Linked DNA regions of Mus musculus: regions 2, 3, 4, 5, 6 and 7 are each linked to region 1. The links are chromatin contacts, called in public Hi-C, Micro-C and targeted proximity ligation maps. All regions are on one chromosome and are shown on one strand. The core of a region is the stretch at or near the end of the contact, and the rest is flanking DNA. Distances in the headings are between cores, read along the strand shown. Region 1 holds the start of Dkk1 (dickkopf WNT signaling pathway inhibitor 1). Region 2 holds the start of Ermp1 (endoplasmic reticulum metallopeptidase 1). Region 3 holds the start of Mlana (melan-A). Region 4 holds the start of Ranbp6 (RAN binding protein 6). Region 5 has its middle 18 kb from the start of Ranbp6. Region 6 has its middle 6.8 kb from the start of Gm26046. Region 7 holds the start of Uhrf2 (ubiquitin-like, containing PHD and RING finger domains 2).

Region 1 (2,516 bases), core at 11-2,510:
TGTGGATCTGTGGTTGTGTGTGTGTGTGTGTGGGGGCAGTACTTCTTTGAAGGTAGTTGAGGGTGGAGGGAAAGGGGAGAAGGGATGGAGAGCTAGGGGTGTAAGCGGTACAGAGATCTCTTTTAAAAGCTGGCCAGCAGAGATTAATCATTCTAGCTCCCCGTTGACAACAGTTGTAATAGCCTTAGAGGAAAGAGAGACTGGCAAAGCCACGCAGAGTCCACCTTAAGAAAAAAACGTCTGGCTCCCCTTTCAGAACGACCTCTCCCCCTTTCTCAAGTGCCCCAAGGCTCCCTGAAGATAATTGTTTGATGGAAGGGTCCACTTTCAGGTCTTGTTGTTAGATCACAGAGGGAGGCAAGGAAAGATAAACTTTCAAGTGCTCAAACACAAGCCAGTGACGATGTGTCAGGAGAACCCTTGCATGAGCACGCGTTTGCAGGTGGCGCCACCTTAGCTTTGACAGAACCAGAGCATTTCATTTGATTCCTGGGTCCTCAAAGGCAAGGTGGTTCTAATTTAAAAAGGAGTCCAAGACTCACCATTTTTGCAGTAGTTCCCGGGGCAGCACATAGCGTGCCTCATGCAGCGCTTCCTGCGCTTTCGGCAAGCCAGACAGATCTGTACACCTCCGACGCCGGCTGCCCCGCGGCTGGGGCTGGAGCAGTACTCGTCAGAGCCGCACTCCTCATCTTCAGCGCAAGGGTAGGGCTGTGGGAAGGGAGCGGACTGGTGAGCAACTCAAGCATCCTGGTACCCACACCTTCAAGGTCCCCATCTGCCTCTTCAAAAGCCCCTTAAGCGCGCTGCTCTTAATGCAGTGATTCCAAACACACCCCAAATCTCACACACCTAGATCTTTCTGAGACCCCCGTCGGGATCACAGCACCCCTCTTACCTGGTAGTTGTCAAGAGTCTGGTACTTGTTCCCGCCCTCATAGAGAACTCCCGGCGCCACACTGACAGCAGAGCCCGGCTGCCCCCCAGCACCACCCAGCGGTGGGGGCAGGTTCTTGATCGCGTTGGAATTGATGAGAACTGAGTTCAAGGTGGCACTGGCTCCTAGCAGAGGGAGGCTGCAGAGAGCCATCATTGTAAACACGGCCAAGAACCGGACAGCTGCCGCTGCACACACAACCATCATCTCCGAAGGACGCAAACAGGCAAAGGTCAGGAAAAGAGAGGTCACTTTGCACGGCGGCTGGCTGCAGAGTCTGGACTGCGGAACCTCAACTTCGGGACCTCCGCTGGTGGAGTCTCTGGCTGCCAGGCGCACAGCTCTGCACCGCCACCGCCACCTCTGGCTGCCTTTATACTCAGGCTCCCAGCCCTCCCAGCTCCTCAGGGAAGACAACAAAGCCGGGATGGGATTTCAAAGCTTTGGGAGGAGCTGGGAGGGGGAGTGTTTGTGTGTCGGAAGCAGGGAGGACTTTGACACTCTCCCCTCGCCCCTCCCTTGCACTGTGGTCCCCTTGTCCAGCTCACCTTAGAGTGTGGGTCACTAGAGCACTAGAGCATTAGAGCCTAGCCCAAACTTATAAATAAATAAATAAATAAATAAATAAATGGCGGGAGGGTGCACTCTGTGAGCTTGAGTGTTCTGCTGTGGGGCTGGGTTAGTTCTGTCTGAAATCCTTGTCAGAGTTAAAAGTGATAGAATATACAAAACCACGTTTCTTCTCTTCCCCATATGAGTACCCTCGCTTTCTGCGCACGCAAATAATATTCAGTATTAAATACAATGCGAGCAGCCATTCATCAAAGGTTTTGTGAAAAGCCCAGGTGGCTCCTATAGTTGCTGATTAACCCTTTAGCGTTGCGATTTGCAAATGAGGTTCTTGTCTTTTAAGTTTGTCTAGTTGCTTCCCCACTTCCCACTCCCTCCCTCCCCCCACCCAACCCTACACACACCAGGAGAAAAAAAAATGTGCAAAGACAAGAAAATTTGCACATCAAATGAGGATGCCAAGGGAAGAACTAATTCGCTTTTGATGGTGAGTTTGGGGGGGTTGGGGGTGGAGGCGAGAGACTGCCGTTTGGAAATTAAATCAGGGATGGAGGGGAGAGGGAAATAGGCACCCGATAATCAAACTATTTAATGTGGTTCTTTGAATCTGGTCAATCCCAGCAGTAGATGAACTTGATTAAGCAGACACATGAGATCAAAGTGGCTCTGAGCCAGAGCGGACAGGGTCCCTGAGCCTGGTCAGTCCTCTTTCCCTGGTTCCCTGTTCCCAGCGGTGGGTTAATAGAAGAAGATAAGAAACCCGAAGGCTTAGCTCCCGGCTTTCTCATTAGTGTTTCATATCGCTGAGCAGGAGAGGGCTTGCTTTTGATCCCAAATCAAACCTCGTCCAGGACAGGACAGGACAGGAGGAATAACCCTCTAGGGAGATAACAGAGGACCTCCTGGAAAAGAAGTGCTGAACCTAAATCAGAGAATGAATTTGAAGGGGTTTCGCCCAGTGTGTAAAATAAGAAACAACATGGACATAAGAATGCCGTGCTTATAAATT
Region 2 (2,516 bases), core at 5-2,504, 900 kb before region 1:
AACCTTATCTCGAAAAATAAACAAGTAAATAAATAGAATAAAAAAAATAAAAAATGGGGCTGGTGAGATGGCTCAGTGGGTAAGAGCACCCGACTGCTCTTCTGAAGGTCCTGAGTTCAAGTCCCAGCAACCACATGGTGGCTCACAACCATCCTTAAGGAGATCTGACTGGTGTGTCTGAAGACAGCTGCAGTGTACTTACATATAATAAATAAATAAATATTTAAAAAAAATAAAAAATAAAATAAAATAAAAAATGTTGAACCCTATACAATCCGTAGTACAGAAGAGCCATAGACCATCTGCGACCTTCAGAAATTACAGGCATAATTCTGTCTGGATGTACTCTGAGTCTCCTTCCACAGCTTTCAGATATGAGGGCTGTGGTGCTTAGAAAGGTTAGCACGCACTACATTACTCCTCTCCCACACCATCCCAGAAAGACTTGGTAATGCAGCCCTGGCACAAAAACCTCACTCTCCATCTCATTTTAAATGCAGAGAACTAACCAAAGTAAAAAGTGGAAGTTGCTCGAGAAAGAGAGGAGAATGATGAAGCGTGTGAACAACCAATCATCTGCAGGAGGAAGAGAGTGGATGAGAAAGCAGACTCAATCGATCTGGCCACCCCAAGAAAGCGAAAGAGGGAGCCGAGGAAGCCCGGAGTACCCGCAATTCAGACCCCCGGAGGACGCGCAGGATCATCCCACTTCCCACCGAGGTGCGCCCAAGGACCCCGGGACTCTGCATACAGCAGCGCCGGCCTCCTCCGCCTGGGGCACAGTGGCGCCGGGCTCACCCGCGCGGGACTCACCCACCAGGCGCTCCCCCACCCCGGGGCCGCAGAGGACTCGCGGCCGGGCCGATCGGCCGTACCTGGCTTGGCGCGCGTCGAACTCGCCCTGGAGCCCCGAGGTCCGGCTCAGCACCAGCCGCTGCAGCGAGAGCTGCACGAGCGCCCGCAGCGCGAGCAGGTAGAGTGCGAGCGCCAGCGCCGTGCGCGCCTCGGACAGCGCGGTCTTCGCAACCCGGCTCCCGCCGCCGTTCTCCGTCTTCCCCCACATCCTCCCGACGCCCTTCGCATCCTCCTGCGCTGAGGCCTCTCTCTGCCGGTGCGACGCGGCCGCCTCTCCCTCCCGACGCTCCGCGGTGCCGCGGTGCCGCCGCACAGCCGCTGACTCCGAGCTCCACTCCATGGCGGCAACTGCCACCACCAACCGCCCCAGCCTGCGACAGTCCGGGCCACCGCGGCCTCCGCAGCGCCTCCTAGTGAGCGGACGGAAACTGCAGAGGGCCAAATTTCTTCTGATTGGCTGGTCCGCCTCGCTGTTCCCTGGTGCCTGAGTCTGAGATCTTTGGTGGCACAGGCTGACACCCAGCCTGGTGCCAGCAGACTGTCAAAGGGAAAAACACCCATAAACCTAGAAATGAGCAGCCCTAAGCAAGAGAGAAGTGCAAGGCCGCTTTAACAGAATACACGAGGCATTTATCCTGCGCTGGGCTGATGAATACTGGGAAAAGGAGGATTCTGCCTACCAAATCAATAAGTAAGACTTCACAACCAGGACTGGACAAAGGTGTAATCCTGGCACTAGGAAGGATGGCCACAGGAGGATCCCTATTTTGTGCCTAGAGTGGAATACATAACAAAGATCCTGTCTTTTAAAAAAAATTTTTTTGGAAAAAAAAAAAAAAGCATTTGTAATCCCAGCACTCAGGATTTACACAAATTAGAGGCCTGCCTGGTCTACGTAGAGAGTTCCAGGCCAACCAGGGCTACAAAGGTGAGCAGCTAGAGGAGGCAGGGAAGGAAGTAGGGAGACACAGAACCCCAATTACCAGGGCTAGTGCTGTTTTCATTTAACAGATAACAATACCTATAATTTAATGAATAGCTGCTGAGTCAAGCAGTGTGCTAAGTACAGACTTTGAAAAGAAAATATTTTCATTCCTATTTAATATTGAAGAACATAAAGACAGCAAATGAAGGACAAATGGGATCCCAAGACAGCCTTCTGCTCTGTTCCGCGGACACACAGGGCACTCTAAAAACAAAGGTTCCGAAGAAATATTCTTTTTTATTAGATATTTCATTTTTTATTAGATATTTTCCTCATTTACATTTCAAATGCTATCCCGAAAGTCCCCTATACCCTCCTCCTGCCCTGTTCCACAACCCACTCACTCCTGCTTCGTGGCCCTGACATTCCCCTGTACTGGGGCATATGATCTTTGCAAGACCAACGGCCTCTCCTCCCAATGATGGCCAACTAGGCCATCCTCTGCTACATCTGCAACTAAAGACACAGTTCTGGGGTGTACTGGTTAGTTCATATTGTTGATCCTTCTATAGGGTTGCAGACCCCTTCAGCTCCTTGGGTACTTTCTCTAGCTCCCGAAGAGATATTCTTGAACTAACAAGATGGATCAGAAGATAAATGTGTCCATCCCTGATTTCCCCCAAGGCCTGACAACCTTTCATTTCCCTACTAGGCCCATGGTGGAAGGAGAACACCA
Region 3 (2,516 bases), core at 10-2,509, 850 kb before region 1:
GAATTTCACACCATGTATTTTTTTTTTGTCACATCCCTTCTCTACTTTCAAGAGCTTACCCTCTTTAGTCTCTACCCACCCAACTTGGAGTTCTCCTCCTCATCTTTCTCCTCCTCCTCATCTATCTCCTCCTCCTCATCTTCCCCCTCCTCCTCATCTTCCCCCTCCTCCTCATCTTCCCCCTCCTCCTCATCTTCCCCCTACTCCTTATCTTCCCCTCCTCCTTATCTTTCCCTTCCTCCTTATCTTCCCCTTTCTCCCCTCCTCCTCATCTTCCCCCTCCTCCTCATCTTCCCCCTCCTCCTCATCTTCCCCCTCCTCCTCACCTTCCCCCTCCTCCTTATCTTCCCCCTACTCCTTATCTTCCCCCTCCTCCTTCTCTTTCCCTTCCTCCTTATCTTCCCCTTCCTCCCCTCCTCCTCATCTTCCCCCTCCTCCTCATCTTCCCCCTCCTCTTCATCTTCCCCCTCCTCCTCACTTTCCTCCTCTTCCATCCTCCTCTTTCTCTTCTCCTTCACTCCTGAAGTACAGTTTGTGTTGCCAAACTACTCTCAGGAGTGGGGCCTGTCCTGGAATGTGGTCACACCACCAAAGAAAACTCACTCTCTCTTCTAGCATCTATCAAACAGCTCCACGGCTGGGGGAGGGGCTGTGTCTTTTTTGATTTTAAGTAGGTCTTGAGCATGCTGTCCCAACTGCTGTGAGTTTCTATGTGCAACCGCCCTGCTGTGTCTCCTTGAAGGCAGCCACCCCCTTTGACTACTACAACCTCCTCTTCCTGAAAGAGCCCAGAGCCTGGCATGGGGGAGGTGTGATATGTGACATGTGACACTCAAGTTGCACTTAGAGCTGAGCATTCCACAGCCAGAGGAATTTTTCTAGTAGAAGTATTACATTAGACACATGATAAAAATACTTGTTTATCTGAAATGTAAGTTTAACTGGATATCCTGTAATTTACCTGGCAACTTAAAGAGGAATGGCTTGCCTGGGGCAAAGTGTTGGTTTTGGGGAAAGCACAAGCCATCAAGGGCTCTGTTCTTTTCCTTCCTTCCTTCCTTCCTTCCTTCCTTTTTTTTTTTTAAAGGGTAGAATGAAGTTGGTTTCTTTCATGCCAAATAAGCAATCACAGACACCCATTAGGAATCCAAAACTCATGACTATCATGAGACTCAAGATCAAGTACGGAAAAAAAAATAATTTTTTTTTTTAAGATTAACAGCCAGAGAAGCCGTCTTCACATACAGAGCCAGACAGCAGGGAGAAGTGTTCCTCGGGGAAGGTAAGAACACCGACTTCTTGTTAACTGTACACTGTCCTGTTTTTCCAGAACAAGGCTTGGTCTCACCTTTGGAGTCTCTTAGACTCTTCCTCATTCCTCCAAGATTGCCAAGAATATCAACGTGTGGGGTGATGGTGGCAGGAACCCCTGTGCACTCCATTTAGTCTGTCACCCAAAGGGACTTCCGTTGGCTTCACTGGGGTGAGGTCCACTTATCCTGTAACTGTTTGCAGATTCTCTGAGCTTGAGGTAGACACCCACAGAGACAATTAATGCAGAGTTAATTGAGTCTCTTGTCTGCCAACGTAGGGCTCACCTTACACTCCCCATCGGAGGTGATCTCTGAGTTCAAGTGTAGTTTCCTTCTTACACCTGGGAAGGGCAAATTACATGCAAAATGTCCCTGTGGAAAGGAGTCACCTTCTGGGCTCAAGGAAATCCTGATTTTGCCCTCCCATTATCCATGTTCTTCAAATTGGAGCTAATTAATGAAATTCCGTGGGGGTTGACCCTTAACATTTATAATAGCAGTAATTTTTTTAAAAAGGCAAAAACCTGACCATAATGACAAGAGATGAAGCTTCTGTTATTGTCTTTTATTGAGCTCACAGTAGTTATGGTCACTGTAGTCCATGAGATTCTTGTTATTATTCATTTATCCACATTTTGGGTGTTTGGTTTGCGTATAGTGGCACATACCTTTAATTAATTCCAGGACTTGGAAAGCAGGGGCACACAGATCTATACAAATTTAAGGCCAGCCTAGTCTACATATTTCATTCTAAGACAGCCAGAGCAGTGCAGTGAAACTCTGTCTATAAAAATAGCTTTTAATTCCTTGCCGTGAGACCCGGATAGACAGAAACAGAAACTGAATTGGAGGGGGAAGAAGCTACTAGACGAAAGGAGGCCCCGGTATCCTCAGTCTGTCTTGGGTGATGTGTACTTGGCCAACAAGAACAGGGTCCCTTGTGCAAAAGTGGCTTTGGAAGATGTGGTCTATACATCTGGCCAGGCTTGGGCTGGGATGCTCTGGGAGACACTTCTCATTAAACACTGCAAACTTCTGCTCTCCCAGAGATTGATAACAGTGGTAATTTGGGGAAAAATAAGGCATATATTTTTGGCCTCTCTCTCTCTCTCTCTCTCTCTCTCTCTCTCTCTCTCTCTCTCTCTCTCTCTCTTTCTCTTTCTCTGTGTGTGATTGATAACAGTGGTAATTTTGGAAAAAAAT
Region 4 (2,516 bases), core at 5-2,504, 740 kb before region 1:
AGTTAACTGTTTCATCTAGAATTGGTTCCATTTGCTGATGGCAACCTTCTCCAATGGCTGATAAGGCCATTAATCCGGCGTGTCGACATTTCCAGTCAGGGCTCTGAAGCATCTGCATGATATGCTCCTTGGTCATTGGCAAAACAACTTTCCCACCAAGTCCACAAGCCAGTCTGTCTAGGGCACTCTCAGCAGCAACCGCATTGCTGTCAAAGTCATCTTCTTCCATTTCATCAGCATTTACCCAGTCATCATCATCTTGAAGATCAACCATCATTGCTAATATATGAGGCACAGCCTGTGCAATAATATTCGTATGCTTTTTCAACATTGGAGTTGCAGTTTCAGATAAGGTGACTATTACTTCCAGAGCCAGCTGGCGTTGCAGGTTACTAAGCCTAGAGTCTCCACACAACTTCAGGCTCAACTGCAGAGTATCTTCTAGATAGGGACCCAAGTACTTAGGTACAGTATCTGCAATCTCAACAAGGGATTCTAGCACAGAATCATCATCCTGGTAGCAGGAATCATTCACAGCCTGTAAGATCCCAGGAAGCAAATCCGCAAAGTCTTTGAAAAGAGCAATATTGTTTTCATTAGCAAGGACGAACGTAGCTGCAGCTCTAGCAGATAATGTCCTGATTGCTGGATGCTCCTGATCTTGAATACACTGGTCCAACAACCTCTTGATGATATCCAAATCGTGACGATCCTGGTTCCCAAAAATCCCAGGAAAGTGCCAGAAAACGTGAAGTGCAACTTCCCACAGAACCACATTTTTAGAGTGAATCGAATCAATGAGGAATTTCAGACCTTCTGGCCAATGGTTAGTGCCACTCTCATCTATCAAATTCCTGGCCAGCACCGCAAAAATATCACAAAGCTTTTTCCTCATGCTAGCATGTGTTTCTAACTTAACGGCCAGTATCAGTTCAATCTTGACATCCCTCTGCACTTCAGGAGGTAGATTTGGATAGACCTCCTCAAACCCTGAGGACAAAAGCCGTCGTAGCAGTGCGGCAGCCATTTGTCTCACCTCATAACCTGCTCTTCTATTTCGGACGGCGTCTAAGAGAAATGTAGTCTTACACAGACCTGGGATATTCTCATAGACCTCCTCGGCTTGCCTCCGCACCATGCAGCTTGGATTGATCAGGTTCTTCAGAAGCTGGTAAAACTCCTGCTTTTCCGACACGGTCGCCGGCAACCCTGCAGACCCGGCCGCCGCCATCGCGTCCTGTCAAAGCTACCGCGACCGGGAAGGAGGGAGGGAGTCTGCGGCTGGGAGCGGTGACGTCAGTGAGGCGACGCCGGGGATGGGCGGGGCGCTGCTCCCACTCTCCGCTGCGGCGGGGTGAAGCTGGCAGGCGGGGGTCTGGGTTTTACAGGGTGGACGGAGCTGAGTGCGTTTTAGGGGTATCGTCCTGTTCTCCGACCGATGTGCTCCTGTAGAGGCTGGAAGGAGATGGGGAGAAATTCGCTCCGCAAGTCTACATACTGTATGATGCCGTTATTGTTTGTAAAAGACCTCGAATAAGCACCTCTAGACGAACTTTAATTAGCACCTGCTATGGAGTGAGGGAGGAGGGAAGAATGGAGTATAACTGCTGTCCGGGGATTTCTTTTTGAGGGTTGGTAAAAATGTTCTGCAGTTGATAGTGATGATGGTTCCCCCAATGTCATGCCGTTCTACTAAGAACTACCGAATTATACAATTTAAATTGTTAACTGGGTATAGTGAGTAAAACCATAATAAAACTACTTGCAAAATAAACTCAATCAAAGGTTAATGATTTCCTCCCCGTTGCCACACCCAAAGAAGTAGAACCCGAGATGTTCAAACTCGGGCGTACATCCCAATCTCTTGTCCTGTGGATTCTAACAGAGTGGGAAAGACAAATGAGTAAGGTGGGAGGTGATCTGGAGTAATGATAATGAAGCTTCTTGAATCCTGGTCTTCTATATACATTACTTTTGTATTTTTGTTACTCAAGATTTTCCTTATGTGTTTCTAAACTGTAATATGACAGTTCAGTTATTAGAATCCTAATTACCCATGAATAGGAAGCTGCAAAGATTACCCTAAGAACAAATTCCCCAAGGCTATGTATTTTTAATGTAGGCAGATGAGTTATTTAAAACCATAATTATAAGGTGTAACAGTCTGAGATCAGATCTTCCTCTCTGCCAGCCATTGTCACACTCATTTCAGCCCTAGGTAATTCTGTAAGGCTGATAAAGGCAGACAAAGCACTACTTTAAACCAAGAAATGAAGAGCCAGAGAGGCTGAGGCTCACAGCAGATGAGTCTAAATTCTACCTAGTCTTAAGGCAGTGGCACCTTTTGTCACCACAGAACATCCCCTATAGCCGCTGTTGCTTTTGCAACGTCATCAGAGACCTTCATTTATTGTGTTCTGTCTTAAACTTTGCCAAGAAATCTGAATTTCAGTCTTGTGAAATTCTGCTGCATATACACACAAAATGGAGAAAGTCTAGTTTCACATTAACAAGTT
Region 5 (2,516 bases), core at 10-2,509, 720 kb before region 1:
CTGAAAGTAGATAGTTTTGTTTGCTCTGTTTTGTGGTTTGGGGTTTTTACATTTTGTTTTGTTTTGAAACAAGGTCTCACCGTGCAGCCCTGAGCTACACAGATCACTACACAGATCAGGCTGGCTTTGAACTCACAGAGATCTGCCCATCTGCCTCATGAGTGCTGAGATTGAAGGCATGCACTACCACGGCTGGTGAGGCAGGTAGTTTCATACTAACTGTGGATTCAACCAACGAGACTTCCTTTGCTGGAGAAGGAATTGGAAATACATAAGTAGAGTGAAGCCTGCACTGTACTGCCATTCCATCACCAAACAGAAAATGTCCATCCAGTAAGTGTTCTCTTGTCAGCCTGGACCCTAGAAATCTGAAGGAGGCCACAGCAGCTACTAGAGTATGAGGTAGAGTTGTGGTGGGGGTGTGGTGGGAGGTAGAGATACCTCCATCAACCTTACATGTAAGTAATAGACGGATTTTCAAATTTAATTTAAAAATTACATTGACCGTATTTGTGTGTGTTTCAGGTGTGTGGACATATGTGCTCATGCCGCAGAGCTTAGATGGAGGTCAGAACTCAGTTCTCGCCTTTTACCATTTGGTCTCAGGAATCAAACCCAGGCCGTCAGGCACTCTGGCAAGTGCCTTGACCAGATGCTGAACTTTCTCCATGGCTCCTCAAAGCATTTTAAAATTCTAAGTGTGTGTACATGCATGAGTACACATATGAACATGTACGCCACAGTGGGCATGTAGCCAGAGGGAGTCTTTTGAGAGTTAGTCTCTCATTTACTTCTACCCTGTGAGTCCCTGGTATTGAACTTCAACTCTCAAGCTTGGCTGCAAACTCCTTTATCCACTGTGGTGCTTTGAATGAAAATGGCCCCCATAGTCCATAGGGAGTGGCTCAATTAGGATGCATGGCCTTGGTGGAGTAGGTGTGGCTTTGTTGGAGTAGGTGTGGCTTTGTTGAAGTAGGTGTGGCCTTGTTGGAGTAGGTGTGGCCTCGTTGGTTGGAGGTTTCCTTCCTGCTTTCAATGTAAAATTTTCCTTCCTTCTCCAGGACTATGTCTGCCTGGGTGCCGCCATGCTTCCTTCTGTGATGATAATGGACTAAACCTCTGAACCTGTAAGCCAGCCTCAGTGAAATCTTTGCTTCTGTAAGAATTTCTGTGGTGCTCGGGAGAGAACCTCTCAGGCCCCTCTCCTAGCCAGGACAGTGCTGGAGAGGGAGAGTCAGTCCCACCAGCTGTCACAGCAAGAAAACTGACCCGACTCCTTACCCGGGCAAAGTGGGAGAGCTGGCCTTGGTGGTGAAGGCACAGGAGAGCTGGCGGGCTGAACAACACAGCTCCCTCCCAGGCCCAGATCGTTTACGTTGGTACACCCCAACATCTACCCCATCTGTGAACTTCTGGATCGCATGACAGTATTGTGGATAGTCCTGGTACTGTTTGTATTTTGATGCTAATTCTGCTTTTCCAGGAGGGGTTGTGGATAAGGAGTGAATCACGGATACAGGTGACTTCTTGAACCTGCTCCCCACCTTGACTTGTAAAATAAAGGCTAGAGCCAGTGATTGGGCAGTGGGAGGGAAGGTGGAGCTGAAAAGTTTGGGGGAGAAGGAGGAGAGGGGAGAGAATGGACAAGGAAGGAAGGAAGGTGGAGGAAGAGGAAAGCACTTCATATTCTGCGTGGCTTTAAATAGCCACAGGTAGCTATGAATACCATAAAGGGATAGAATAATTTGGATAACGCGTTATCCAACCCTTGTAGCCCATCAAAAACCGTCTGTGGCTCATCTCTCTTTGACGCTGAGTGAAGAACCAGGATCTGATGACTTCTTTCCACAGTTTGAGTTCCTCAGCCAAGGCCTGCAGTTTCCTCCTTAGGGTAACGGTCTATCTCGAAGCGCTTTCTTAGCTTCTGGAACTGCAAATAGGTCAACTTAAAGGTTCTTCTATCCTTTAAGTACAGATAATGAATTGTCTTCATCTCAGTTTCTTCCATCATGGCGGCTGCTCACTTGAGTTCCCTCCTTCAGTTTTGGCAAAGCCAATTCTTAAGTCTACTGAGTTGGTTTCTCCAGTTTCTTACTGTCTTGACAGTCTCTCTTACGCTCTCGTTTCCTTGATTGTACATAAAACCTCCTTGTTTCAAGGATGCTCCTCTTTCATAGCAAACTACCCACGTCTTTTCTTTTTCTCTCTTCCTTTTCTTCTTCGAAGTCTGAAGACAATTTTATTAGAGTTTAAAGATAGAAGAGGTTTTTCTGTGATTGTTTTGGTTTGGGTTTTGCTGTTTTGTTTGAGATAGGGACTCAAGATGTAGCACTTCACTGGTTTGGAACCTGGTATACAGACAAGGCTATTTGCAAATTCATAGGATCTGCCTGCCTCTGCTTCCCCATTGTTGGGCCCCACTTTTCTTTTTTTCTTTTCTTCTTTTTTTTTTTTAATCATGAGATATGCTTTTAAATCTGGGTCTATTTTTTTAAATTTTTATTAGGTATTTTCCT
Region 6 (2,516 bases), core at 8-2,507, 570 kb before region 1:
TCCCCATTTAATCCTCACACTCCAGCTCCTATCCTGTCTTTTCACAACTTTTTCCTTCCTTGAAAGATCCTCTTCTCCCCCACCCCCACCAGTTCCTTAGTAAATATCTAACTTCTGTGCTACTGTACACCCTAGCATGCATATCAAAGGCTGCCAAGCCTACATCCACATATAAGAGAAAACCTGCAGCATGTGTCTCTTTAGGTCTCAGTTCACCTCACTCAGGATGATTCTTTTTCCACAACTCCATCTGGCCACCTGCAAATTTCGTAATTTTTTTTTAAACAGCTGAGTAATATTCCGTTTTGTAAATGGACCACATGTTCATTATCCATCACTCATCCCAACCTCCGTATGTCATCAGTTGACGGGCATCTAGGTTGTTTCCTGTTTCTGGCTAAACTAGCAAAAACACATGGATGGACAAGCATCTCTGTAGCAGGATGTAGAGTCCTTTGGGTATATGCCCGAGTAGATCTATTCCCAGCTTTCCAAGGGCCTGCCACGCTGATCACCACAGGGCTGTACAAGTTTGTGCTCCCACCACCAAGTGTTCCCCCTTCCTCACACCTCTCCAGCATGAGCTGTCGTTTGTGTTATTGATCTTAGCCATTCTGACAGGTTGGAGATGGAATCTCAGAGTTCTTTGCATTTGCATTTCCCTGACTACGGATTTGAACATTGCTTTAAGTGTCTCTCTGCTATGCATGTTTCATCTTTTGAGAACTCTCTGATTAATTCCGTATCCCATTTTTCAAATTGTGTATTTTACAAATCTGATTACTTCTTTTGAAAATGACCAAGTTACGATAATTGTATTTAGCCATCTATTTAGATCTACTCCACTAAAAGCAACTACCACATAATAGTTTCTCCAGGGTGGGAATAACTGGAATACCAGTTTGGATAGTTACAGGCCAGGGGTGCAGATACAGATTATAAATACGGATTTATCTCAGATAAACTGGAGTGACTCAGTATGAGAAGAGTTTACACTGCCACCCAGTGGAGTGTTTAGGGAAAAGACATGTGCCCTTCAATATATTTTAACTAAGCAATCTAGTCAATAGAAATAGATCCCTCTATTCAACCAAGACAAAACAAAACAAAACTGGCCAGGATCTATAAAACACTTTGCTATATAGTGGATCATAGTGGATATACCATTGAATTAAAAGTCTAATGTCTGAGTGCTAGCTTTGAGGTGCCCTGTTCCTAGCCACATGATTTTGAGATGAGTCCTTCCTGTTCCTGCTCTTAGCTTGTGAACATTTGTGAAGTGAAACAGCTACATCACGTTAGTGTTTCTGAAGCAACAGGCTTAGCACACTAATCCTAGTGCCATGGGTTGTTTTTAGACTTTGAAATATCTGATTATAACAACAAAATCGGTATATTACAAGTTCTGATGAAACCTTTGCTTCGGTAAAATGTATGTATGAGTGTGCATGTGTGCTTCTTGGGACCCCATGTAAATGTGCTCATTTCCATAGGATCTATAGAAATAAGGGAGTAAACAAATGCTCTCAGGCTACAGTTCTACAATCCCAGGATTGTGTGAAATGTGAGTGATGCCAATTTGCATTTGCCAGATTTACAGAGAGACGGCTGGCAGACCGTTTGCTGATGGGTGGATGCTATCTTTTACTTTTCTCTTCTAAAACGAAAAAGGCTGCAGTTGAACAGATGGTAATATTTGCCTGTTTTCTTTTACTTGTCCAGAGGTGATTGCCCATCTGGAAATTCAATGTTTCTCAAAACAGTGTGTAGGGCTGTAGGGGGAGGTGCTGATACTGAAGTCTGGCTCCCTAATTGGTTCTTGATTTGGTCAATAAAGGAGGCCAGGAGCCAGTTGCTGGCAGAAGGGACAGGAGGGACTTCCGGGTCCCTGGAGGAAAAAGAGACACAGGGAAAGAGAAGGGCTTTACAGCTAGGCCTTGGACGGAGAAGAATGAAACAGTCATGTAGTAACTCCAGGAAGTTAGAACCAGCGGCCGCTGCAGGTAGCCAAGGAAGTCAGCAGAGGCAAGCTGGTACAGGCGAGCTGAAAAGTTTAAGGCAGGAGATTCTGTGCCTAGCAATTTGTGCTAGCTGACAATTTCTAAAATAATAAAGTTATCTGAGTGTTTTTCATCCTTGGAGCAAAGGTGTGGAGAGAGAGATAAAGAGAGAGAAGGAGGGGGGGAGGGAGGGAGAGAGAGAGAGAGAGAGAGAGAGGGAGAGAGAGAGAGAGAGGAAGAGAGAGAGAGAGAGAGAATGGGATGGTTATGGCAGCTTGGTGAAGTGAAGCTGAGAGGAGCCAGAGAGCGTGGGCAACAGTTTCAGGCCTGTAATCCCAGGCAAAATTATAAACCGAGAGGAACAAAAGAGATGCCGAGAGTGATCCAGTGATGGGAGTGGGCCTTGTGTCACCCTATCTCAGAGCTAAGCAAGGAGGAGCCAGAGCGCCTGCCACCGTTCTGGGCAAAGGCAGGGACGTGTTTTTATTATTACCCAAAACACAGGGCCAACTCAAT
Region 7 (2,516 bases), core at 6-2,505, 520 kb before region 1:
TCTTTGCTTAAGCACCCTATCTTCTTTGAATATTCCCAGTTTATCTAAATTCTCTTAATAACAAAAGCTCTAAAATACCTTCTTGTGTGCTACTAAGGGAGTGGCAAGGAAGCTAACATTCCCTCGGTGTTTATGAGCACTATTTTACCTGGAGGAAATTGAAGCAGTTTGTTCAAGATCACAGTTAAACAGAAAGACTGCAATTCTCGCGCGTCCCAACCCGTGAGCCCAAGACTCAAGGCTTCAGACTGCAGCACACCGTTGGCAGTGCACCACGAATAACAGCCCGAGACCCTAGCATATCCTTGTAACAACAAATAGTTGATCCCTTCATGGGTCAGATTAGATGTTCTCAGATGTATCTGTTGCCTTATCAACTAAATGTTTTAGTTAACTAGGAAGCTGTCGAGGTAACTTAGAGGCTCTAGGTATATATATATATATTCATATCTCGAGCTGACGCACATTTCACTCTTCCTGTATTTCCATTTAGGCCATCTTGACTAATCAATTTGGTTGTTACAAAGTTGTGCCTCTTATCCTCATGGGAATGATTAGTACTGACATTACGGATACCGGTGAATGTAAGATAATGCGTTTGCTTTGCTTTCTCTCTTAAGTCTTCCATTTTTGGATGGGTCCCCTGAGTGTGGGGGCCGTATCCCGCCCTGGGATCTCCGGATTTTTGGATCGGAGGTGTACAGTCCTGCAAAGCCAGGATCCCTGCGGCTAAAGGCGCCCTTAGCGCAGAAGGCCCACTCGGTCAGGTCCAGCTCCCGCTCCGGCTCTCCGGTCGGGAAACGTGGGTGCGAGGCCTCTGCCCTGGGGCCTCCCGGAAGCGGGTTTCCTCGGCGGGAAGCACGTCCATCAAGCCGACGCGCCCCGGGAGAGGCCGCGTGGCGGGCGCACACCCTGGTGTGAAGTCTCGGGAACGTAGGCTGCATCCCCATTTCTTGCTCACGCCAGCGCGCAGCACGGCTAGCTATTGTTCGTGCGTTTTTGAGACCATGGAGTCTAGGCCTCAGGAGACTGCGAGGTGACCAACGACAACGAGGGCACAGGGCGAGCTGGCCTCGGCGAGCCTGCCCAACCCCGCCCTCCTCCGAGTAACGGCTCTGGAGGCCCCGCCCCCTCCCATATTAGCGCCCCCCAGGCTGTGCGTGGGGCGGAGCCCCGCGTGGATCTCGCGAGATCCGGGTTGGCGCCGTGACCTCCATGTGGGAGCTGCATCTCTATAAGTAAACAGTGCGCGCCGCCGAGCCATGGCTCCTTCCTATTTGTGAGGCGCGGGCTGCGCTCGCACCTCGGGCGGGTTCCGGTTTCCTTCCACCGAGGAGGGGCGGGCGGGCGGTCGCGCGGTCTAAGAGCGTCAGTCCTCGCCCGCACCCGCGTTCGCCGAGTCGCCGCCGCAGAGAACCGGATCCTCCCGGGGAGGCGGCGGGGACCGGGCGGGGCGCGGCGCGGCGGCCCGAGCGCAGGGCCAGACAAAGGGGCTTGGTCCCCTGTCCCCGTGCCGCCGCGATGTGGATCCAGGTCCGCACCATCGACGGCTCCCAGACGCGCACCATCGAGGACGTTTCTCGCAAAGCCACCATCGAGGAGCTGCGCGAGCGGGTCTGGGCGCTCTTCGATGTAAGGCCCGAGTGCCAGCGCCTGTTCTACCGGGGCAAGCAGGTGAGGCGCCCCGCGGGGAGCCCGGGCGCGAGCAGCCGGCGCCCCGGGACGAGGCTGGGTGTCCAGGGCTGCGCCCCGCTGTGCTCGGGATGGGCCGCTGGCGGGGCGCGGGATGCGGGGCCTGGAGCTCGGGCCTGCGGCTGCCCCCCCCCTCCCCCCAAGCGCGCCTAGCGGGTCGGAAGGTGCGGGACGCGGTGTTGTCGCTGGCAGCGGCCACGGACATAGCCTCCGAGGGTCCTGGGGGATCCTCTTCCCGCCTTTGGGGGGGGGGGGGATCGGAGCCTGGAAAGGCAACAGGCTCCGGCAGCCATGCCGGGGCGCGGGAGGGACGAGCTGGCTTTATTCGCAGCGCCGTCTCCGACTCCTCTAAGGACTTGCTTCTTTTCCGTGCCCCCGGCTCCTAGATGCGACGTGGAAAGGGAAGCACCTTATCCCTGTTTCCTCACTAGAAGGATTTGAACACTGAACATCGGAACGGTGGTAGAATGCGTGCCCCTCCTTCCTTGTCGTCAGTCTCAGACTGGGGATTTGTTCTGTAAAAGATCAGAGACCTCTAATTTAAGGAACGATGTTTGTAACCTGAAGTCGGGTTTAAGTCTGTTGAATATACGGACAGATTATTTCCCCATAAACTTTACCTCTCATCTTTGTGTGTCCCCTAAGTTCGGGCTTTCAACTCAAACCTTTCAGCATAATCAGCAGTAATTCAAAAAAAGCCAGAAAGTTGTGTTGGGCCACAAGGGTGCTTGTGGGCATCTCCGTTAATTTTAAGTAAGGCTCTGCCTGATGAGGCTAAGACGTTTCCTATCCAGTAAGTCTCAGAGTCTTATGATTAGACACCC

The links. Hi-C and Micro-C count contacts between places; a contact is called where the count stands out from the background.
Region 2: a targeted proximity ligation map of embryonic midbrain shows a contact between it and region 1, with 8 times the contacts expected there. A contact is called at or near these places in 3 of 39 promoter capture datasets (frontonasal cranial neural crest, hippocampal neurons and liver) and 1 of 130 datasets of targeted methods (embryonic midbrain).
Region 3: a targeted proximity ligation map of embryonic stem cells shows a contact between it and region 1, with 10 times the contacts expected there. A contact is called at or near these places in 3 of 39 promoter capture datasets (the 3T3-L1 cell line and hippocampal neurons) and 1 of 130 datasets of targeted methods (embryonic stem cells).
Region 4: a Micro-C map of embryonic stem cells shows a contact between it and region 1, with 2.6 times the contacts expected there. A contact is called at or near these places in 14 of 39 promoter capture datasets (the 3T3-L1 cell line, 3T3-L1-derived adipocytes, HPC-7-derived erythroid cells and 7 more), 19 of 484 Hi-C or Micro-C datasets (the 3T3-L1 cell line, B cells, the Ba/F3 cell line and 10 more), 8 of 130 datasets of targeted methods (astrocytes, bone marrow-derived macrophages, embryonic forebrain and 3 more) and 1 of 9 other capture datasets (embryonic stem cells).
Region 5: a targeted proximity ligation map of embryonic stem cells shows a contact between it and region 1, with 6 times the contacts expected there. A contact is called at or near these places in 12 of 39 promoter capture datasets (the 3T3-L1 cell line, 3T3-L1-derived adipocytes, the C10 cell line and 8 more), 19 of 484 Hi-C or Micro-C datasets (B cells, the Ba/F3 cell line, the N1E-115 cell line and 9 more), 3 of 130 datasets of targeted methods (astrocytes and embryonic stem cells) and 1 of 9 other capture datasets (embryonic stem cells).
Region 6: a Hi-C map of the N1E-115 cell line shows a contact between it and region 1, with 16 times the contacts expected there. A contact is called at or near these places in 3 of 39 promoter capture datasets (the 3T3-L1 cell line and stem cell-derived epiblast-like cells), 2 of 484 Hi-C or Micro-C datasets (the N1E-115 cell line and cortical neurons), 1 of 130 datasets of targeted methods (embryonic stem cells) and 1 of 9 other capture datasets (embryonic stem cells).
Region 7: a targeted proximity ligation map of embryonic stem cells shows a contact between it and region 1, with 4 times the contacts expected there. A contact is called at or near these places in 2 of 39 promoter capture datasets (embryonic stem cells and stem cell-derived epiblast-like cells), 2 of 484 Hi-C or Micro-C datasets (both in embryonic stem cells) and 2 of 130 datasets of targeted methods (embryonic stem cells and forebrain).

Annotation. Positions count from the first base shown.
Region 1 is chr19:30,548,236-30,550,751 of GRCm38.p6, forward strand. It overlaps Dkk1 (dickkopf WNT signaling pathway inhibitor 1), which reads right to left and starts at 1,261. Exons shown (of 4, transcript NM_010051.3): 1 at 899-1,261; 2 at 543-711. The coding sequence starts at 1,144.
Region 2 is chr19:29,647,161-29,649,676 of GRCm38.p6, forward strand. It overlaps Ermp1 (endoplasmic reticulum metallopeptidase 1), which reads right to left and starts at 1,255. Exons shown (of 15, transcript NM_001081213.2): 1 at 876-1,255. The coding sequence starts at 1,195.
Region 3 is chr19:29,696,682-29,699,197 of GRCm38.p6, forward strand. It overlaps Mlana (melan-A), which reads left to right and starts at 1,260. Exons shown (of 5, transcript NM_029993.1): 1 at 1,260-1,282.
Region 4 is chr19:29,811,720-29,814,235 of GRCm38.p6, forward strand. It overlaps Ranbp6 (RAN binding protein 6), which reads right to left and starts at 1,255. Exons shown (of 1, transcript NM_177721.4): 1 at 1-1,255. The coding sequence starts at 1,231.
Region 5 is chr19:29,830,167-29,832,682 of GRCm38.p6, forward strand. No RefSeq gene overlaps it. Among named protein-coding and RNA genes, the nearest start is that of Ranbp6, 18 kb to the left of the region's middle.
Region 6 is chr19:29,978,059-29,980,574 of GRCm38.p6, forward strand. No RefSeq gene overlaps it. Among named protein-coding and RNA genes, the nearest start is that of Gm26046, 6.8 kb to the right of the region's middle.
Region 7 is chr19:30,029,258-30,031,773 of GRCm38.p6, forward strand. It overlaps Uhrf2 (ubiquitin-like, containing PHD and RING finger domains 2), which reads left to right and starts at 1,256. Exons shown (of 16, transcript NM_144873.2): 1 at 1,256-1,674. The coding sequence starts at 1,522.